Regions from separate parts of the Ovis aries genome. Here region 2 is linked to region 1. Evidence: chromatin contacts called from public Hi-C data. All regions are on one chromosome and are shown on one strand. The core of a region is the stretch at or near the end of the contact, and the rest is flanking DNA. Distances in the headings are between cores, read along the strand shown.

The links. A called contact is a pair of places that touch in the nucleus more often than the background predicts.
Region 2: a contact with region 1 is called in a Hi-C map of tail adipose tissue, with 3 times the contacts expected there. The contact joins the promoter of CLPB here to the promoter of FOLR2 in region 1. A contact is called at or near these places in 6 of 16 Hi-C or Micro-C datasets (mesenteric adipose tissue, mixed tissues, muscle and 3 more).

The regions. Positions count from the first base shown.
Region 1 is chr15:50,549,065-50,555,429 of ARS-UI_Ramb_v3.0, reverse strand. It overlaps FOLR2 (folate receptor beta), which reads right to left and starts at 2,612. Exons shown (of 5, transcript XM_004016290.5): 1 at 2,460-2,612; 2 at 1,181-1,354; 3 at 1-146. The coding sequence starts at 1,330. LOC132657824 (a long non-coding RNA gene) reads left to right here and starts at 2,388. Exons shown (of 4, transcript XR_009596532.1): 1 at 2,388-2,622; 2 at 4,026-4,138.
Region 2 is chr15:50,745,320-50,751,705 of ARS-UI_Ramb_v3.0, reverse strand. CLPB (ClpB family mitochondrial disaggregase) reads left to right here and starts at 3,833. Exons shown (of 15, transcript XM_004016294.6): 1 at 3,833-4,294. The coding sequence starts at 3,892.

The DNA of each region.
Region 1 (6,365 bases), core at 1,363-3,862:
CAGTTGTCCTGAATGAAGTGGCGCTGGCAGGCGGGTTCCATCTTGCCACAGTGGTCCCAGGTAAAGTTATACAAGGAGGAGGTGTCCTTGTGCAGCTCCTGACTGACTCTGGCAGAGCAGCAGGCATTCTTCTTCCAGGGGGTGCACTGGGTCAGGAAGACAGGAGACTAATTGCCTCCAGACCACACACTCTACCACCTCCAGCCTCTTCCCATTTGGCTTTTCTTGCTGTCCTGTCTCAGGCAGGTTGTCCTAAGAATGCTCACTGTTAGGACCGTTCTGTCCTTGGCCTCCAGAAACTCCTGTCTTGGGGGAGACACAGTTACAAGACATGGGGGCAGTGAGAGCCAGGGAGAAGCCCTGTCTTGGGAAGACAATAGCTATCGTTTATACAGTGCTTGACACTTCATACAAAGTAATTTATTTATTCCCTAAAAAATAATTACTGAGTACTTATTTTATACAAGTTACTGTTCGAGATGCTGGGAATACAGAAGAGAACAAAACAGGCAGAAATATATGTTCCGGTCAAAGGAGACAGTAAGAAGCTGAAAGAGAAAAAAATCAGGATCTGATCAATTATATGGACAAAAGACAGCAGGGAATAGAAATATGGAATGACTGTTGAAATTTGAAAGAGGGTGGTTGTGTTAAGCCTCATTGCAAGGTGGCTTTTCGAGCAAAGGAGGAAAGGTGTACTGCATTACAGCATGCAGTAATATATGTTGACGTCTCTCACCTTTTAAACCCCTGGGAGTGCCCACCTCAACCCCCACCCCATCACAGGGGCAAGTCCTGACCAAATCCTCTGGGTGTCCATGTGCTTCTCTGGGCCTCAGTTTCCTCATTTGTATCAAGTGGAGGAGAACATCATCTACCCATATCGCAGGACCTCTGGGAATACGAAACCATGCACAGAACACACAAGACACCTGGGAGGTGCTCAGGAAGTGTTTATTCCACATTATTGCCAACATGGGATCCTATTCTGAGCAGGCCACCTCTAGAATCACATCAACTGTACCCCCATCCTGCCTGCATCTTTTCCCACCATAGTAACTCAGGATGTGTGTGTGTAGTGGAAGGGCTTGACCCCCTCAACCCCTCCCCCACCACCCTGACTTCCTGTTCCTTGTCTGAACAAGCCCCCTCCCAACCCAGAGCCACACTCCATCCTCACCTGGTTGTGTAGCTTGTCCTCAGGGCCAGGTTCTGCCTTGTGGTGCTTGGCATCCATGCAGACGTTGAGCAGGTCTGTCCGGGTCCGGGCATTGCACACAGAGGTCATCCAACCCAGAAACAGCAGAAGTGGTGTCAGTTTCCAAGGCATCTCTTTCCTTTCCTGCAGAGGCAGCTGTGGAGGAGACCAAAGTCTGAAGGGAGAGAGCCCCTCACAGGGTCCCCCCCTTTGCCTCCTACTTCAGTCTCCCCAACTCCACAGTGAAGGATGGGGTCAGACCCTGTTCCTTCAGTGTTGGGGTCCTGAGGCTCCTTGAGGCTGGAGTAGAGAAGATTGGGAAGGGCAGCGGCTCCCTCACCGTAGGCTTGGGGGGCTCGAAAGGGCATCTGGGATGAGATTCCCTGGGGGAATCTTCCCAAGTTGGAGGAGACTCCTTGTGCCCCTGCCTTCTCTCTGGACTGACCCAAGAGAAGTAACTAAATAATTCAGGTCCATACTCTACTCTCCGGAAGAGGACACAGCCTCATCCTGTGTCCAGCAAGTGCTCTGCCTTCACACCCTTGATCACCCAGGTTTCCATGCCAGCTTAGAAACCCTGTTACCCTGGCATGGCAGTGACCCAGCTCTGCTGAGTTCTCCGGTTCAGCATAAGGATCAAGCGAGGTAGCACACAGGATGGTGATGGTTAAATGATACAGAAATGATGAGGGGGGTTGTTTTTAGACAGCTTTGCTTTCTCAGACTTCTTTTTCCTTCCCTATTTTCTGAAAATCATTTCCTTCCATCGTGACTCTGGTCTCCTCAGCGACTTCTAGACAAATCAACCAGATCCCTGCCTTTATCCTTCAAAGAACAAATGCAAGATCCAAGGACAAGGGACAGCATAAAAGTCCCCCACATTGGAGTTGCTAACCAGACAAGAACTTAAAGTCATGGGAGGCACCCAGCGAAAGCGACAGCCCCCTACTCTGTTCATGACTGCCCCTCAACCTTCCACCCCCTCACCTACCTCCTGCAGAACAGATCTGTTCCTTTAGACTCTGTCACCGAAGGACCTAAGAATTGATAGTAGAGACCTCCCTCTCCCTCACCATCCCCCATGTTGTTGATCCCCAAGCCCTGGCAAGGGACTCTCCAAACAGTCTTTCTGGAATTCACTTCCATTGGCTCTGTGTTTGGAGTAAGGTCTCGCCTCCTCCAATTTCCTCCCCTTTAAGTCACGTTCCCCACGGAGAGTGCTCTCTCTAAGGAGAGCTGGGTCCCTGCCCTATGTGCCAACCTGCCGACTCTCCTGACTGCAGCTCCTGAGCCTCCTTCGCTACGAGGTTCACGCGCAGCTCTGACTGGGCTGGCCTTTCTCCAGGCTGGCGGCAGCTCCAAGCTGCCAGGCTGTCCTCTGTGGTCTCCGTCCTCAGCGCAGGACAGACTGACTAAGAGCTCTGGTAAGTGTAGATACAATTTCCTCTTTCAGATCTTCTCCTGCTCTTCCCTCTCTTTGGATCCCACCCTCTCCAAGGTTCCTTTAGTCTGCCAAGTGAGCCATTCTTGTTTACACTCGTCTCTCTGTTTGTTAATGTAGTCGTTCCAGGGTCCACACGTTCAACATTCATCAAAATCTAGAGTGGGCTTCCCTGGTGGCTCAGTGGTAAAGAATCCGCCTGCCAATGCAGGAGACACAGCTTCAATCCCTGATCCAGGAAGATCCCATGTGCCTCGGAGCAACTAACCCCGGGCACCACAGCTACTCAAGTCTGCCCTCTAGACCTGGGAGCCGCAATTCCTGAGGCCCCCACACCCGAGGGCCCCTACCCCTCAACAAAAGAAGCCACCACAATGAGAAGCCTGCGCACTGCAACTAGAGAGTAGCCCCCACTCTCCACAACTAGAGAAGAGTCTGAGCAGTGATGAAGACCCAGCACAGCCAAAACAAATACAAATTAAATTTTAAAAAATCTGGATGATTGCTCATCTCCAAGAGGGCTTCTGAATTTTTGACCCCAAGTGCTGACTTGAGGGGAATGGGACCTAGTGAGGAAGAACCCAGGCTTTGCAGCCAGGATGGAACCCAGTGATAGCTCCATCTCTCCCACAGCTATAGGAAATACTACTGAATCTTTCTCAGCTTCAGTTTGCTCACAAGAAAACTGTGAAGAATTATATGTAGAAAAGTCTGTCATATACTGAGTAGGCCTAAAAATTTTTTTTCAATTTAACTATGTGTGTGTGTGCGTGTGATGTCACTCAGTTGTGTCCAACCGACTCTTTGCGACCCAATAGACTGTAGCCCACCAGGCTCCTCTGTCCATGGAATTCTCCAGGCAAGAATACTACTGGAGTGGGTTGCCATGCCCTTCTCCAGAGGATCTTCCTCACCTGAGGATCAAACCCAGGTCTCCTGCACTGGAGGCAGATTCTTTAAAGTCTGAGCCATCAGGGAAGCCCAATTTAACTATGGTTGATTTATAATATTGTGTTAGCTTCAGGTATACATCTTCATATTCTTTTCCATCGTAGGTTATTACAAGATTATTTTCCATTGTAGGTTATTACATGTGTGTAACTGCTAGTCCCATACTCCTAATTCATTCTTCTCTATCCCCTTTCCCATTTGGTAACCATCAGTTTGTTGTCTATGTCTGTGACTCTGTTTCTATTTTGTAAATAAGTTCATTTGTATTATTATTATTTTAGCCACACCACACAGTAATGTATTTTTTTTTAGATTCCATATATAAGTGATATCATACAATATTTGTCTTTTTCTACCTGACTTATTTTACTTAGTGTGACAATCTGTACATCCATTCATATGCTGAAAATAGCAATATTTCATTCTTTTTTACAGCTGAGTAATATTTTATTGTGTGTGCATCAGTTCCTCAGTGTTGCTCAGTCATGCCCGACTCTGCCCCCATGGACTGCAGCCCACCAGGCTTCTCTGTCCATGGGATTTTCCAGGTAAGGATACTGGAGTGGGTTGCCATTTCCTTCTCAAGGGGATCTTCCCAACCCAGGGATCAAACCTGGGTCTCCTGCACTGCAGGCAGATTATTTACTGACCGAGTTATCAGGGAAGCCCCTGTGTGTGCATTTATGTGTGAGAAAACATATGTATACACACCACATCTTCTTTATCCATTCATCTGTTGATGGACATTTAGATTGCTTGAGAAGGCTTGAATGGCAGAAATCAGATTAATTTATGAGCAGCCAGATGAACCAGCTAGAAGTTGAGGTATAGAAGTCAAGGGTCACAGAGAAAAATTGTCTCAAATTTGATAAAAAATAATACCTCACCATCTACCATATCTGTAAACATAATTAAGCAATTTTTTAGCCTTTTAAACAAATGTGGTAAAATATAGACTATTGAAAATTTACTGTTTTAACTATTTTAAGCTTATAGTTCAGTGGTGTTAAGTATATTCATATTGTTGTGCATCTCTAGGCCATTTTCATTCTGTAAAACAGAAACTCTATTTCCATTATATCAGCAGTCCGCATTTCCTCTTCTCCCCGGTCCCTGGCAATGGCCATACAATTTTTTATGTCTGTGAATTTGGCTACTCTTTTTGTTGTTGTTGTTCAGTCGCTCCGTCGTGTCCGACTCCTTGCAACTCCATGGACTGCAGCACGCAAGCCTTCCCTGTCCATCATCTCCCGGAGCTTGCTCATACTCATGCCCATTGATTCGGTGATGCCATCCAATCATCTTGCCCTCTGTCGTCCCCTTCTCCTCCTGCCTTCAATCTTTCCCAGCATCAGGGTCTTTTCCAATGACTCAGCTCTTCACATCAAGTGGCCAAAGTTTTGGAGCTTCAGCCACAGCATCAGTCCTTCCAATGAATATTCAGGATTGATTTCCTTTAGGATTGACTGATTTGATCTCCTTGCAGTCCAAGGGGCTCCCAAGAGTCTTCTCCAACACCACAGCTCAAAAGCATCAATTCTTCAGCGCTCAGCTTTCTTTATAGTCCAACTCTCACATCCATACATGACTACTGGAAAAACCATAGCTTTGACTAGATGGACCTTTGTCGGCAAAGTAACGTCTCTGCTTTTTAATATGTTCTCTAGGTTTGTCATAGCTTTTCTTCCAAGGAGCAAGCATCTTTTAATTTCATGGCTGCAGTCACCATCTGCAGTGATTTTCCCTCATATAATTGGGGTCACACATTATTTGTCCTTTTGTGTCTGTCTTATTTCACTTAGCCTAATGTCCCGATGCTTTTGAACTGTGCTGTTGGAGAAGACTCTTGAGAGTCCCTTGGACTGCAAGGAGATCCAACCAGTGCATCCTGAAGGAGATCAGGCCTGGGATTTCTTTGGAAGGACTGATGCTAAAGCTGAAGCTCCAGTACTTTGGCCACCTCATGCGAAGAGTTGACTCATTGGAAAGGACTCTGATGCTGGGAGGGATTGGGGGAAGGAGGAGAAGGGGATGACAGAGGATAAGATAGCTGAATGGCATCACTGACTTGATGGACATGAGTCTGAGTGAACTCTGGGAGTTAGTGATGGACAGGGAGGCCTGGCGTGCTGCGTGCGATTCATGGGGTTGCAAAGAGTAGGACACGACTGAGCGACTGAACTGAACTGAACTGAGCTGAATGTCCCAGGGTTCATCCACATGTCAGAATTTCATTCCTTTTTATAGCTGAATAATATTCCATTGTATGTATACTACAATGGATAATATGTTATCCATTCATCCATCCTTGGACATTTGAACTGCTTCCACATTTTGGCTGTTGTGAAGAATGCTACCAAGACATTGTCTTTTTTTTTTTTTTTTTTTTGGCCATGCCCCGTGGCATGTGGGATCATAGTTTCCCTACCAGGGATTGAATGGTACCCTGTGTGTTGGACGTGCCGAGTCCAACACTAGACCACCAGGAATGTATCCTAAAGAATGCTACTGTGAAGACAGGTATGCAATTATTTCTTTGAGACACTGCTTTCGATTCTTTTGGATGTATACCAGAAGTAGAATAGCTGGATTGTGTGGTAATTCTATTTTTAATTTTTTTAATTGTAGCATGCAGGGTCTTTTAGTCACAGCCTGCAAACTTTTAGTTGTGGCACGTGAGATCTAGTTCCCTGATCAGGGGTCAAACCCAGGCACCCTGCCTTGGGAGCTTGGCATCTTAGCCACTGGATCACTAGGGAAGTCCCTCTATTTTTA
Region 2 (6,386 bases), core at 2,584-5,083, 200 kb before region 1:
AGATGCAGTACAGTCAAAATAAAACAATTTTGTTAAAAGTCCTGTCTTGTGGGACTAACTTCTACTGGAGAAAGACAATAAAACAAATATTTAGTATATCAGGTGGCCCTTCCCTGGTGGCTCAATGGTAAAGAATCCACCAGCTAATGCAGGATTCCCAGGCCGGGAATATCCCCTGGAGAAGGAAATGGTTACCCATTCCAGTGTCAACTACATATTGGCATTTGCCAAGAGCATTGCCAGCTACCAAACAACAGGGGCATTTGCCATTTGCCTCTGTGGAAACTGAGGTTTCCCTGATAGCTCAGTTGGTAAAGCTCTCTGCCTGTAATGCAGGAGACCCCAGTTTGGTTCCTGGGTCAGGAAGATCCCCTAGAGAAGGGATAGGCTACCTCCTCCAGTATTCTTGGGCTTCCTTGTGGCTCAGCTGGTAAAGAATCTGCCTGCAATGCGGGAGATGTGGATTCAATCCCTGGGTTGGGAAGATCCCCTGGAGAAGGGAAAGGCTACCCACTCCAGTATTCTGGCCTGGAGAATTCCATGCACTGTATAGTCCATGGGGTCTCAAAGAGTTGGACACGACTGAGCAACTTTCACTTTCTGTGGAGACTGAACCCTATGCTGCTGCAGCTGTTGACCTTCAACACCCCCTGAGGGAGTTCAGGGTGGAGTGAGGTACTCTGTACTCCAGGCAATCTATCTGATGGGACAGGTCTTTAGATAGTTGGATATTTTCAGGAACTGATTTCATGATTCCAATCCTTGTATCTCCTCATATCTAAAAAAGCACTAAATCCCTTCATGATGACATCAGATCCTTGTGACTAGTAGAAAACCTCTCGTAAAGTAACCGCTTGATTGCATTGAACTCCCCCTTCACTAAAATCTTATATATTGACGTTCCCCGACTGCCTCTTCCCGTCACTTCATGGCAAATAGATGGAGAAACAGTGGAAACAGTGGCAGACTTTATTTTTGGGGGGCTCCAAAATCACTGCAGATGGTGACTGCAGCCATGAAATTAAAAGATGCTTACTCCTTGGAAGGAAAGTTATGACCAACTTAGACAGCATATTAAAAAGCAGAGACATTACTTTGCCAACAAGGTCCATCTAGTCAAGGCTATGGTTTTCCAATAGTCATGTATGGATGTGAGAGTTGGACTTTAAAGAAAGCTGGGTGCTGAAGATTTGATGCTTTTGAATTGTGGTGTTGGAGAAGACTCTTGAGAGTCCCTTGGACTGCAAGGAGATCCAACCAGTCCATCCTAAAGGAAATCAGTCCTGAATATTCATTGGAAGGACTGATGCTGAAGCTGAAGCTCCAATACTTTGGTCACCTGATACAAAGAACTGACTCATTGGAAAAGAGCCTGATGCTGGGAAAGATTTAAGGTGGGAGGAGAAGGGGATGACAGAGGGTGAGATGGTTGGCTGGCATCACCGACTCAATGGACATGAGTTTGAGTAAACTCCAGGAGTTGGTGATGGACAGGGAGGCCTGGCATGTTGCAGTCCACAGGGTCACAAAGAATCGGACATGACTGAGCAACAGAACTGAACTGAACTGAACTGACTGCCTCTTTGGAGCTATCTCTCAGAGCTATCTGAGGTGCTGCCTCCTGGGCTGCAGTCCTCATTTTGCCTCAAATAAAACTTAACTCGAAGCTCTCAAGTTGTGCATCTATTTTAGTCGACACCAGTATTCTTGTCTGGGAAATCCCATGGACAGAGGAGTTTTCGAGCTACAGCCTGTGGGGTCACAAAAGAGTCAGACATGACTTAGCAACTAAACAACAACAGCATGTCAAGTGCTACGTGATATGAAGACAAAGTAGGCAGGATAAGAACGATGTGGAAAGGAAGATAGCTTATTTAAATAGAGTCATCTGGGAAGGTTCTGATACTCTGAAGTAAGTGCAGGAACAGGATCTAGAACTGGTATAAAGAAGAGCCTTCTCAGTTACAGAAGATGGACCATTGCCCTTCTGCTTCCCGTAACAATATGGAGTAAAATCTGAGGGTCAAATGAAACAGGGGGGAAGGGGGCAGAGCACAACCTTTGAAAGAATGACATAGCCTGAGGACACAACATAAAGTGATTAGAATCAAATGGGCCTAAGATGGCTGCCATCTATGGGGTCGCACAGAGTCCAACATGACTGAAGCGACTTAGCAGCAGCAGCAGCAAGATGGCAGATAAGTCAGCTTAGACTAGACCTTGATCCTCAGTATATGCTCATTGTAATACATCAACAAGGTAAATGACACACCCAGAGGTGCCATGACAGTTCCAAAGCCAACAATCAAAGACCAAAAAGTGGGCAGTGGCTCAATTCCTGGAAATCTCCACACTTACCCCTCCACCAAAATAGCTAGAATAATCCTCCCTTGTTGTTCAGTTGCTCTGCAGCACGCCAGGTCTCCCTGTCCTTCACCATCTCCTGAAGTTGCTCAAACTCATGTCCATTGAGTCAGTGATGCCATCCAGCCATCTTGTCCTCTGTCCTCCTCTTCCTGCCTTCAATCTTTCCCAGCATCAAGATCTTTTCCAGTGAGTCAGATCTTCACATCAGGTGGCCAAAGTACTGAGCTTCAGCTCTAGCATCAGTCCTTCCCTGAATATTCAGGATTTGTGTCTTTTAGGATTGACTGGTTTGATCTCCTTGCAGTCCAGGGGATTCTCAAGAGTCTTCTCCAACACCACAGTTCAAAAGCATCATTTCTTCAGTGCTCAGCCTTCTTTATGGTCCAGCTCTCACATCCATACATGACTACTGGAAAAAACAAAGCTTTGACGATTTTTATCTTTGTCGGCAAGGTGATATCTCTGCTTTTTAATATGCTATCTAGGTTTATCACAGCTTTTCTCATCAGCCTGTGAAATAACCCAGCCTATGAAAACTAACCACACTGCATTTCAAGACTACTCATACCCTCTGTGACAGCCCACACTCTAGTCTGTGGAGTGTGTTTCTCCCAAGACTGCTCTTGCTTCTGAGAAGGCTGGAGCTCTGTGGAGTGTGCTTCTCTCTAAATAAATCCATTTCTCACCTAGAAAAAAAAAGCACTTCATTTTTCACCTGCTCACGGGTTCAATCTGGAGAAATGAGGGCAGGATAGGGGTGCAAGTATCAAAGGGGCGATGGCTTGGAGTTGAAGGCTTGAGCTTTACGTATTGATCTATTGACAAATTCTTTTATTTTTGAGCCTAAATTCCCTTCCCTGTACACAGGAATAATAGTCCTAGCCCAGCTTCCCTTATGCGGCTGCCACAAGGATGAGACAGATAGAACATATGAAAGCACCTTAAATATAGGGTAAGTGGGAAAGCAAGATTAGGCATCAACTTTTTAACAGAAAGAATGTCTGTGTAGAAAAAACAAAAAGAGAAAAGAAAAGGAATTCCTATTTCAGGTGCATCAGTTACCCTAGGTATCTTTGTGAAAAGCAGTCCCAGGCTAAAAAGAGATACAGGCTAAAAGAAGCACAAGTTGCTGAAGAGTCCCGTTTAATTTACAATACTCAGAAATTGCATCGAATGTTTTAGCTAAACTTCGAAGAAGACTCTGGGATTCCAACCTTAACTCTAATGGCTTGGCCCCTGGTAGGTGTTTCCCTTCTTGCCACGCCCCCATGTCCAAACTCCATTTCCCAATACGCCCCAGGATCCTGTAAGTCTGCAGTCATTATGACGCAAGTTCCACAGCCTTCTGGGAAGTGTAGTTTATTTCTCCCCCTCGCTACGTCAAGATCTAGGGTTAGGGACTACCACTCCCGTGAGGTAGTGCGTAATTCCACTCCGCGGCGTCTTCGAACGCGCCGCGGCAGCCATGTTGGAAGTGGTCAGCACAGGGGCCGGCACCAGAGGGTTATCGAAGCAGCTGTCACGATGCTGGGGTCCCTGGTGTCGAAGAGAACAGCGCCGGCGCCGCGGCTCCTTCTCCAGCTGCTTAGGTCCCCATCGCTCCGGAGCCACGAAAGTGCCACCGGCCAGAGTGTGACCACCGGGGGCCGCGGGGAGCCTCAGTGGCTGAGGGCGGCCGTCGGGGGGCGCCATGGAACGTCGCCGGCCCTACTCACCGGAGGAGGGGCAGCCACTGGAGGGCGCCAGAGAGGACGTACCGAGACCCCCTACCTTGCAGCTGCCACGTGGGGACATCTTCCTAGCCCCGAAGATACACTGCCTGGGCAGGACAGCTGGAATGGAGTCCTCAGCAGAGCCGGCTTGGGCGTGTGGGCCCTGGCCACGGCACTGGTGGTTCATTGTTACAGCAAGAGCCCGTCCAGCAAGGGTGATTATTGGGACAGTCTGGTTATGTGCAAGTGAGAGGCGGGAGGTGGGTCCTGAGTCCATGAGGTTGGAGGGTGGGAATTGCTTATAGATTTAGACCACTAGAGCTTCAGTCCTGGTAGGACCCAGACATAATTTGGTCATAGAGCAGGCTGAGGAGTTCAGTGCTTCTGAGTTGTGTAATTTCTCAAATTATGCAACTGTTACTGTATTAGAATAATAATTGCATGCATGCCTAGTCGTTTCAGTCGTGTCCGACTCTGTGGGACCCTGTGGACAGTAGCCTGACAGGCTCCGCTGTCCATGGGATTCTCTAGGCAAGACTGCTGGAGTGGGTTGCCATGCCCTCCTCTAGGGGATCTTCCCTACTCAGGGATCAAACCTGCGTCTTGTATGTCTCCTGCATTGGCAGGTGGGTTCTTTACCACTGGCGCCACCTAGGAAGCCCATAATAATAATTATTGTATTATAATAATACAGTTATTAAAGGTTAGCCTCCTTTCTTGGAGTATCACCTTATCCATCTGTACAATGGGAGCGCTGGACTAAACATCTGAAATTAGCATGTGGCCTATTTTTCTACCATTCTATCTGGTTCAGTTCCTTTTAAGAGGTCTCCAGGAAACCTGTTTGGCTTCCCATGTGGTGCAGTGGTAAACAATCCACCTGCCAATGCAGGAGACACAAGAGACATGGGTTTGATCCTTGGTCTGGGAGGATCCCCTGGAGTAGAGAATGGCAACCAGCTTCTGTATTCTTGCCTGAAAAATTCCATGGACAGAAGAGCCTGGTACGCTACAGTCCTTGGGGTCCATGGACTAAGAAGGGAAGAGACTTGGTTTCAGTGCCAACTTTGGCTCTGCTTGCTCCTCTCTAGATTGTTTCCCCACAGGTGAAGGGTGATTTCTCACTACTCTTACAGTGTTGTTATTCTGATTCCTTTTGAAGTTCAGCAGTGTGGTTGTGTTCATCAGGGAGACTCCTAGGGTTCTGCTGTGCCTGGTCTCAGGCATGAGGTGATCTTGCTATGTGGGGAAGTTGGCAGGACAAGGAATACAGGGAGGTGGCTCCCTGGAGAACCAGAGCAACCATGGGGGCTGGCTGACCCAGGTTGGCATCACCCTTGGGTGCATGGAGTCGAGCAGGGACTGGGAGAGCAGGCAGAGAGCTAGACTTCTAGCCTACGTGAGTCCAGCTACTCAGGTTCTCAGCTCTTCCTCGAAGAGAAGAGTGAGGCATGGTGTTTCAAGATTCCATGCATCCCAAGCTCTGAGACTTTGGACCAAGAGGAGGGATGCCCTTGACATTCATTTGTTTATTCAGCAGGATGTGGCCAGCTGTATAGGAAGAGCCTTGGCAGGGAGTAAGGTCACCTGGGGTCTTGTTTTGTTCTACCTTTAATTCCCACATGACTTTGGACTTTTGCCCTTTCTCATGGTCCTATTTCCTCATCTATAAAATGAGGGTGTTGAAACAGAGCTCCACGGAGAAGGCAATGGCAACCCACTCCAGTACTCTTGCCTGGAAAATCCCTTGGATGGAGGAGCCTGGTGGGCTGCAGTCCATGGGGTCGCTAAGAGTCGGACACGACTGAGCGACTTCACTTTACTTTTCACTTTCATGCATTGGAGAAGGAAATGGCAACCCACTCCAGTATTCTTGCTTGGAGAATCTCAGGGACGGGGGAGCCTGGTGGGCTGCCGTCCATGGGGTTGCACAGAGTCGGACACGACTGAAGTGACTTAGCAGCAAACAGAGCTCCTAAGGGTTCTTCTAGCTTAGGCACACTATGATTCTATTACTTCCACACCCACAGAGGTATGAATACCCTCTGTGCGCCTACTTTAAAGCTTGATGTGGAACTCGTGACTTAACACAATGCCAGCTAAGGGGACGATGTGGGCCATTAGACCTGTGCATCTGGCGAATCATCTAACAGTGTGTTTTGGGGGATCAGAAGGCCAGCATGGTCAGGAAAGCCTTCCTGAATGATTGGAGATCTTCCTTGAGGATGGGGAATTTGAATTTGAGTTGTAAAGGATAAGGCAAGAGATGAAAAGGAGAGTGATACTGTGAGCTCCTTGAGAGCAAGG